2 separate regions of the Sus scrofa genome follow, and region 1 is linked to region 2. The links are chromatin contacts, called in public promoter capture Hi-C maps. All regions are on one chromosome and are shown on one strand. Each heading gives the region's core, a stretch centred on a gene start, on an enhancer-like site or on the middle of the called end of the contact. The rest is flanking DNA. Distances are from core to core; before and after follow the strand shown. Region 1 holds the start of SPATA2 (spermatogenesis-associated protein 2). Region 2 holds the start of ZNFX1 (NFX1-type zinc finger-containing protein 1).

Region 1 (4,423 bases), core at 764-3,263, 540 kb after region 2:
AAGCTCAAGGGCCAAGAGGAGAGGCTGGCCAGAGACCGGCCAGTGGTAAAGCAGCTGACATCATCTCTCCTGAATTCATTTTCTGAGAATACAGGCTGCATTGTAGCTGGTCATAGCTGGTGTCTCTTCTGAGCAATTTATTCCTAGCACTCTGCAAGAACAACAAAAAACACGCTCTCTGCAAAAACAGCGTGGTTACAGGAGACCAAGACAGCACACTGACAGAAGCCGTTAATTTCTCCAAGCAACCCAAGGATTGGAACGCCAAGATGTGCCAGTCTGGCGGAAAAAAAAAAAAAAAAAAAAAAAATGGCACGGTGAACATCCCTAACAGAATCAGGCGGGTGCCCAGAGCCAAGAGGCCTGGTCAGCACTTACTGCGCCCACAATCCCGGCCCCCTTTGAAAAGCAAATCAATGATGAGAGAAATATCGCAGTCAGGGAGTCAGCAGCTGTTTAAATTATTATTTTTTGTAAACACCTCAAAGGAAAGCTGTATGTTTAAAACCCCACTGAACGGAATGGAAATGATTTTGGATAGCAAAGCATGAGCTTGGCTTTACCTCAGCTGGCCCATTCAAGCAGAAACATTCCCCAAGCAGCATCTGAAGGCGCCCCCTCCCTGCACAGGCAGAAGCTATTTTGGGCCCAGCACGGCCCCAGTGCACAGGTTTACCAGCTAGCCCAGGGATCTAGCTAGCTTCAGGCAGCTCAGAGTTCCCTTGGCCTCTGAACAGCAACAAGGGGAGCTCAGTTCAACCCCCTCCACCTCCGCAGCCACTCCTCTGCACTCATTCCAAGCCAGAGGCCCCTGAGACACATCCCAACCAGTCTTCCACTCGTTGTGAAACGCCAGAGGGTCCCCACACCCCAACTCGATTCCAGGCAAATTCAGAGAGGGCTTCCAAACCTCTGAAAATAACCTCAGTGAAGCTGAAACCGGGCTCCCTCAGTGGCAGCTGCCACCCTCAAAGGGGCTCTAAAGGAACCAGGGTCCCCTCCCTGCAGAGGTCAGAAGCTGGCGGCTGCTATTCCCAGCCTGATAATTCCCACAGCCTCTTAGGGCCACATCGTTGTGAAAAACATCCTAGTCCCTAACTCAGGCCCTCCGCACGGGTCTGTGAATGAATAACAGCAACTGTCATTTACTGGACGCCTGCTGTATGCCAGACTGCTTCACGTGCATCATCTCGCCTCGTCGCCACCACAGCCCTATAAGGCAGCTTCACTCCCCGTTTAACTAATTTTAGGCAGCTGAGACTCAGAAGATAAAGTGACTTGTCCAAGGTCACAGAGTGAGTACAAACCCCAGAGCCTGCCTCCAGAGCCTGGGCTGAGGACCACTGCGCGGTAACTGCCTCACGGTGGAATCGGGGTGTCCTGCTGCTGTTAGTCGCCGAAGAAGGGGTGTTTCTCCTGACTGCCCGGAGCCACCCATGGCCGGTCGCAGGAGTCTGAGAGCCAGCCCGTGCCGGAGAGACTGAGGATCCTGAAGACTACTAGCTGAAGGGCCCAAAAGGCGGGCCGGCCCGTCGGCCCCGACGGCCGCGAAGGGACGAGGCTCCCGGGCCGGCCGAGCCCCGCCGAACAGGCGCCCCCTCCGCCCGGGAAAGCCCCAGAGGCCGTTTCCGCCCCGGCCGCCCCGCACTCACCCCGGCACTGCAGCCGAGGACGCCCCGGACGAGGGGAGCAAGAAGGAGCCGCGGCCGCCGCCGGAGCCAGGCCCGGCTGGGCTCTCGCCGCTCCGGCCGGCTGCAGGGGACCGAGACCAGTACCCCGGGGCCGCGGCGACCCGGAAACACTCAGCTAGGAAGTGACGTCTGTCGGAGGCGGGTCCAAATGGAGGCTGTGCTGCGGCTGCGCGCTGGGCCGGGCAGAAGCCGATACCCGCCCGCGGCGGAGGAAGAAGTGGAAGGCCGAAGAGTGAGTAGAGAAGCCGCGGAATCCTGCTTTAGGGTCTGAAGGACCGCTACCGCGTCTCGGGCTCGGACCCGGAAATAAACGGACAGGAAGTGACGCAACCATCGGCCCGGGAAGGTGGCCGGCCAGGTTGTCATGGGAACCGGCCTGGAGCCGGGATAGGATTGCTCAGCTGCAAGCGCAGACTGCCTCCACCTCTCGGACTTTCCCCTTGCAGAGACGATCTGCGAACTGAACTCCCAGCTGCGCCTGGGCAGGAGCTGACGGTTGGATCCCTCACCCCCATTGTACAGGTGGACATGCCGTAGGCTTCGAAAAAGTGAGGAGTTCCCTGGTGGTGCAGCGAGTTAAGGATCTCGGGTTGCCACTGCTGTGGCTCGGGTCGCAGCTGTGGCGTGGGTTCGATCCCTCGCCCCGGAACTTCTGCACGACCCCCCCCCCAAAAAAGTAAGTCTGATGCCCAGTATCATGCGAGACTGAACTCATCCTTGAGAGGACTGTTGATGCAGGGTGTGTTTAAGAGTGAGGGGGGAGTTCCCCCTTGCGGCCCAGAGGGTTAAAAACCGGACTAGTATCCATGAGGATGTTGGTTCCATGCTTGACCTCACTCAGTGGGTTAAGGATCTGGCCTGGGCTTAGGTGGGAACTGCAATGATTGGGATCTGATCCCTGGCCAGGAGCTCCAGTAGGGCGGCCAAACAAGGGAAAAAAAGAAAAAAGAAAAAAAATGGAGGTCCCGTTGTGGCACAGCAGAAAGGAATCCAACAAGTATCCATGAGGATGCGTGTTTGATTCCTGACCTTGCTCAGTGGGTTAAGGCTCCAGCATTGCGGTGAGCTGTGGTGTAGGTTGCAGATGCAGCTCAGAGATGCAGCTCGGATCCTGCATTGCCGTGACTGTGGTGTAGGCCGGTAGCTGTAGGTCCCATTGGACCCATAGCCTGGGAACCTCCATATGCCTCCGTGCGGCCCTAAAAAATAATGTATAAATAGTTTGTTTTTAAAATCTGGTTACTGTTTAAGAAAATGATTAAATTCTGCCCTCAACTTCCCTAAATGGAAGCCAGTGTTAGGAAAGATCGAGCCAAAATATTGCCTCCTTGCTTCGTGACTTTTTTCCAGACATCTTCAGTATAGACCACACTGGCATCAACACTGGTGGCTTGTCACTTCACTTCATGGATCTGTCTCCCACCATGTTGCTCTGAGCTCTGGTTTTGTGGTTCACCCCTGCTCTAAATCCTTGTGCTTGCAAAATACCTAGCACATACTCAAGACTTTGTTGATCGTATCTGCCATTGAACAGCTCGTTCTAACTTAGCCTCTTAATGAAGACTAAGAGCCCACTCTATGCTAGGTTCTCTTTCCCTAACATGGTCTTGGCTCTTGGCACTTACCATGCTCTTCTGCCCCTCTGGCCTCTGTGCCTCTATATTGCTGTTCCCTCAGTACAAATGTTCTTCCTTTCCCCTCTTCCCTTCCTTGCTTTCTTGGCTTCCAGCCCCAGCTCAATCCACGCATCCTTTCTGAAACTTTCTCAGATTTCTGCAAGCAAAGACCTACCTTTCTCTGATTCTCCACAACTGCACTGTCTTTCATAATTTTTTTTGACTGTTTTTTTTTTTTTTTTTTAGGGCCCAAGGCATGTGGAAGTACTCAGGCTAGCGTTCAAATGGGAGCTATAGCTGCCAGCCTACACCACTGCCACAGCAGTGCCAGATCTGAGCTGCATCTATGACCTACACCACAGCTCACAGCAGCACCATATCCTTAACCCACTGAGCAAGGACAGGAATTAAACCCTAGTCCTCAGGGATACTAGTCGGGTTCGTTACCAGTGCACAACCACGGGAACTCCTGTCTTTCATAATATCATCTCAGCTCTTATCACAGTGGATTTTTACATAGGTTTAAACCTGACAACCCCCCCCCCCCAGAACACCTGGAGCTCTTTATTTATCTGTATTTCTCATGAGCTCTGCACACGTCTGATCAGGAGGTACCCAACAGATGTTGCTTGATGGCAGGATTCTCTCAGCCTTGGTGTCCCCAGTTAAAGTCAGTGGCTCTTGGCTCAGGAGTCCACAACCTAATATATGGAGGAACATTGGAGAACCAGCAACCTGCTATTCAAACAGCAGTAGTTACTACATTTATCCTTTGCTGTCTAGCACCACTTAAGGTCTTTGTGTATTTCAGCTTTTATCATCTCATGTTTAAACTCTTTTAATCACCTGTAAGGTGATGGTGTTTACAGGAATTCCAACTGAGGAAAACTGTTCCACCCAAACTCTTCCTTTGCAACAACTCAAAACTGTCCTTTGGGATTTCCCATCGTGGCTCAGTGGTTAACGAACCCAGCTAGTATCCGTGAGAACTCGGGTTCAATCCCTGGCCTAGCTTAGTGGTTTAAGGATCCAGCATTGCCATGAGCTATGGTGTAGGTCAAAGACAGGGCTTAGATCCTTCGTTGCTGTGGCTGTAGCATAGGCCGGCTGCTACAG
Region 2 (4,135 bases), core at 46-2,545:
GCTGGCAGAGGAGTTAAATTAGAGAGGAATGTTAATCACCAGGGTGAGATGAAAGAGGTTAGAGCTGGGTTTCAGGGGGAAGTCTCCAGGGTCCTGAGAGAGTCTAAGAAAAAATGGAGGAGTCTCTGGCACCCAGGAGCCCAGTAGGTCCTGATAATGATATTTTAGGGTCAAGGGAGAGCCAGGGCTGTGTGGGGACATGAAGAAGGTGCCAAGGCAAGGCTGAAGAGGAGAGCGGCAGAGAGGTGGGGGAGAGTGGAGGAGATCTGGGGGCCTCAAGAAAAGTGTGGGGCTGAACTCAACTAGGGGTTGCTTGCTGAAGTGAGGGGGGACCTGGAAATAGGGATGGGAGCGGAGGGTGCTTCTAGAAGATGGGGGATGAGGGATGAATGAGGCGACGGGAGGATGAAGGAAGACGAAGAGGGTGCTGTGACAAAAAGTGAGAGCCGAGATGGGGGGAACAGAAAAACTAGATGAAGAGAGCGGAGGAGGGCTCTGGGGGCAGAGGAGGTGAAGGGGGCGCTGCGGGGGTACCAGGGGTGCCGAGGCGGGACAGAGACGGGTGATGGAGGCGATGGGCAATGAGGAGGGGATGGGGTGCTGAGGGGCGCTGAGGACAGGGGACAGGTACTCAAGTGGATAGAGGGGACGCTGAGAAGTGATGAGGGCTGAGAGGGGGTGACGGGTGCCGAAGAGGGTGATGGGGACGCGGGGGCTGAGGCGGCGGCGGGAGCGCTGAGGCGGGCGCCAGGGCAAAAGTGGCGACAGTGGCAGGGTGGCGCGGCCGCCGGGGACCCGGAGCAAGTGTGGGGCCAGGGCTCGGGGCAGGGGTCACTCACCCAGCTCCGATACGTCCGCACTCCACCACTGCCGCCGCGGACTGGCGCTCGGACTCGGGCCCTGGATGGTCCGCGGCCCCGCCCGGAGCCTCGCACTTTCGGTTTCCTTTCTCCCCAGACACTCGGCGGAGCTGGGGGCCGGCCCGGAGGAGGAACACGAGAAGGAGGGGCCCTGGCCCTGGCCCAGCCGGCGCCCCCGCCCTCAGGCGGGGCAGGGGCAGGCAGACGCTCGGGCGTCGCCTCAGCTCCCCCAGGCGGCGGGGCCCGTGGGCTCCGCCGGGAGCCGCTGAGGGGAGGGGACTGCAGGAGGCGGGTTAACAGCAACCAAGGCCGTCGCAAGCCTCAACGGTCCCAGAAGGAGGGGGGAGCCGGCGGACGGCTTGTTGCGTGTGAAGCGCGACATGGCGGCGAGGCCGACCAGCCCGAGTGGCCTCGTGTATGCAGAGAAGGGGCGGGGCTAGAGCGGTCTCGACCTCCAGTAGACTTGCCTCCGGCAGGGCCGCGCGGAGACTACATTTCCCAGAGGGTGCTGCGCGTCGCGGAAAGGAGGGGGAGGAAGCACTTTGACTCCAGTGCGCAGGCGTGAGAGTCTCCTCAGGCTATTTAAGCGAGGCTCGAGTGTTTCGCGTTCTTTCGCTTCTGCGGCGCTCGTCGGAACCTTTGTCTCTCTGTTCCTCTTCTGATGGCGTTCTACCCTGGGAACGTGGGTGTGCTACTCCATGTGGTGAGTGAGATAAAGGTATCTTTGTCTTTGTGTGGTTGCTTTTGCCGTCCTCTTCTTGGGTCCCCCTTGTTTTGATATAGGTCATAGGCCCACTAAGGGAGATAAATTAAAGCTGGAGAAACTCGCTCCATGTGCTCGGGCCTGTGGGTGGAGCCCGTGGCTGGTGTAAATGATGACTTTACTTTTTTCCCCATCAGATCGACAATGCTGATGTTTTTGAGTACTTGCCAGTTAATTCTGATACACTAGCCACAAAAGGCCCTGCCACGTTCTTTTTTTCCTAACTCTGGAAAGATGGCGATTGATGACCTTGCTTTGTTCGCAGGTTTGCATGATCAGAGACTGCAGGATGGATCTCGGAGAAGACGACTCCTGCTGGGCCTCTAAGGCAACCATGTATAGACATCCACAATCTTCAGTCTCCTGATCTCTGGGGTAAGCGTTTGTATTTTGGCCCGTTGTAGGAAATGCGTGTTTTAAAGAACTTTAGTTTGATAGATGACCTTGGAGAGAAAAAGGGAAGTTAAGGACAGCAAATAAGCACAAAGGTGGAGGTTACCTACGTGGGGTCCAGAAGGATGTGGTTTTGTCCTATTGGCCTTACCCAGTTACCTATGTCATCAGTCCTCGCCATGGTTTTTTTGCCCTTTTCTTCCTGCAAGATTAAGTCACCATTCCTCACATCCCTTTGCTATCAGTTGAGGAGTGGGTTAAAGATTCATGTCCAGGAGTTCCCGTCGTGGCGCAGTGGTTAACGAATCCGACTAGGAACCATGAGGTTGCGGGTTCGGTCCCTGCCCTTGCTCAGTGGGTTAATGATCTGGCGTTGCCGTGAGCTGTGGTGTAGGTTGCAGACACGGCTCGGATCCCGCGTTGCTGTGGCTCTGGCGTAGGCCGGTGGCTACAGCTCCGATTCAACCCCTAGCCTGGGAACCTCCATATGCCGCGGGAGCGGCCCAAGAAATAGCAACAACAACAACAGACAAAAAGACAAAAGACAAAAAAAAAAAAAGATTCATGTCCAGCTAGGCGTAGGTATACTCCCTATAGTAGACAAGGCCTTTGGGGATGTTAATCCCTGGAGCCCTTTAGCCAAATATTAATCAGTAGCCACGTCAAAGAATGCGTTGAAGCCCATGTTCTGCACTGACTGAGTTACTATTTTGCTTCACTAGGGCATACGGAATTCTTTGGGTCAGGGATCAGATCTGAGCTGAAGCTGCAACCTACCCCACACAACACTGGATTCTTTAACCCACTGCCAGGCTGGGGGGTCTAACGTATGTCCTGGTGCTGTAGAGAGGCCCCAGATGTACTGTGCCACGGAATTTCCAAGTGGTTAATGTGATGACTTGTCTTTTTTTTTTTTTTTTTTTGTCTTTTTGCCATTTCTTGGGCCGCTCCCATGGCATGTGGAGGTTCCCAGGCTAGGGGTCGAATCAAAGCTGTAGCTGCCAGCCTGCCCCAGAGTCACGGCAACGCCGGATTGTTAACCCACTGAACAAGGGCAGGGATCGAACCCGCAACCTCATGGTTCCTAGTCGGATTCGAAAACCACTGCCCCACGACGGGAAGTCCTGTGACGGCTTTTTTTTTTTTTTTTTTTTTTGTCTTTTTGCCATTTTCTGGGGCCGAACCCATGGCATATGGAGGTTCCCAGGCTAGGGGTCCAATCGGAGCTGTAGCCGCCTGCCCACACCAGAGCCACAGCCACGCGGGATCTGAGCCATGTCTGCGACCTGCACCACAGCTCACGGCAACGCCGGATCCTTAACCCACTGAGTGAGGCCAGGGCTCGAACCCACAACCTCATGGTTCCTAGTCGGATTCGTTAACCACTGAGCCATGACGGGAACTCCTGTGATGGCATTTTTTTTTAAAGGAAAGCCAAATAAATGTACTTTGTTGGCCTAGTTACTTTTATTACCCAGAATCTTTTACCCACGCTTGTGGCATGTGGAAGTTCCTGGGCCATGGATTGAACCTAGTTTTCGGTTTTGGTTTCTTTTTTTTTGGTTTGGTTTGGTTTGGTTTTGCTTTTTCGGGCTGCACCCATGGCATATGGAGGTTCCCATGCTAGGGGTCTAATCAGAGCTACAGCTGCCGGCCACAGCCACAGCAACACAGGATCCTTAACCCACCCACTACGTGAGGCCAGAGACCGAACCTGCAACCTCATGGTTCCTAGTTGGATTCTTTTCCGCTGTGCCACAAAGGGAACTCCGAACACATTTTCTATTGAGTCCTGAAATGCCACCTTAAGGGTGGGATTTCTTGGACCCTGTTTTCCTTGAACTCTGATCCCGAGTTCCTTGCATTGAATCATCCTGACGCAAAACCCTGCAATGACATCTCACCTCAGCACAAGCCAGCCATTTGCCCACAGCTTTGCCAAGCACACTGACCTCTCAGATGTAAACTCAAAAGGTAGGAGTGTTTGTCTTAGCTATTACTGCCAGCAGCAGCACACTAGAAGTGCTTTGAATACTACATGAAATTGCAGGTAGAGAATCAGACCAAGTCTAATTCCTGGTTCAGGGTTCTTCAGAGGCCAAGAGCTTCTTACTGGCAT

The links. Promoter capture Hi-C pulls out the DNA fragments that hold promoters and counts their contacts.
Region 1: a contact with region 2 is called in a promoter capture Hi-C map of liver, with 2.2 times the contacts expected there. The contact joins the promoter of SPATA2 here to the promoter of ZNFX1 in region 2. A contact is called at or near these places in 1 of 5 promoter capture datasets (liver), 2 of 47 Hi-C or Micro-C datasets (heart right ventricle and liver) and 1 of 2 datasets of contacts at active chromatin or transcription factors (alveolar macrophages).

Annotation. Positions count from the first base shown.
Region 1 is chr17:51,498,887-51,503,309 of Sscrofa11.1, forward strand. It overlaps SPATA2 (spermatogenesis-associated protein 2), which reads right to left and starts at 2,014. Exons shown (of 3, transcript XM_021077959.1): 1 at 1,653-2,014.
Region 2 is chr17:50,957,427-50,961,561 of Sscrofa11.1, forward strand. ZNFX1 (NFX1-type zinc finger-containing protein 1) reads right to left here and starts at 1,296. Exons shown (of 14, transcript XM_021077518.1): 1 at 840-1,296. LOC100627868 (a long non-coding RNA gene) reads left to right here and starts at 1,415. Exons shown (of 5, transcript XR_300503.3): 1 at 1,415-1,563; 2 at 1,889-1,998. LOC106506050 (a long non-coding RNA gene) reads right to left here. Exons shown (of 3, transcript XR_002339902.1): 3 at 1,975-2,066.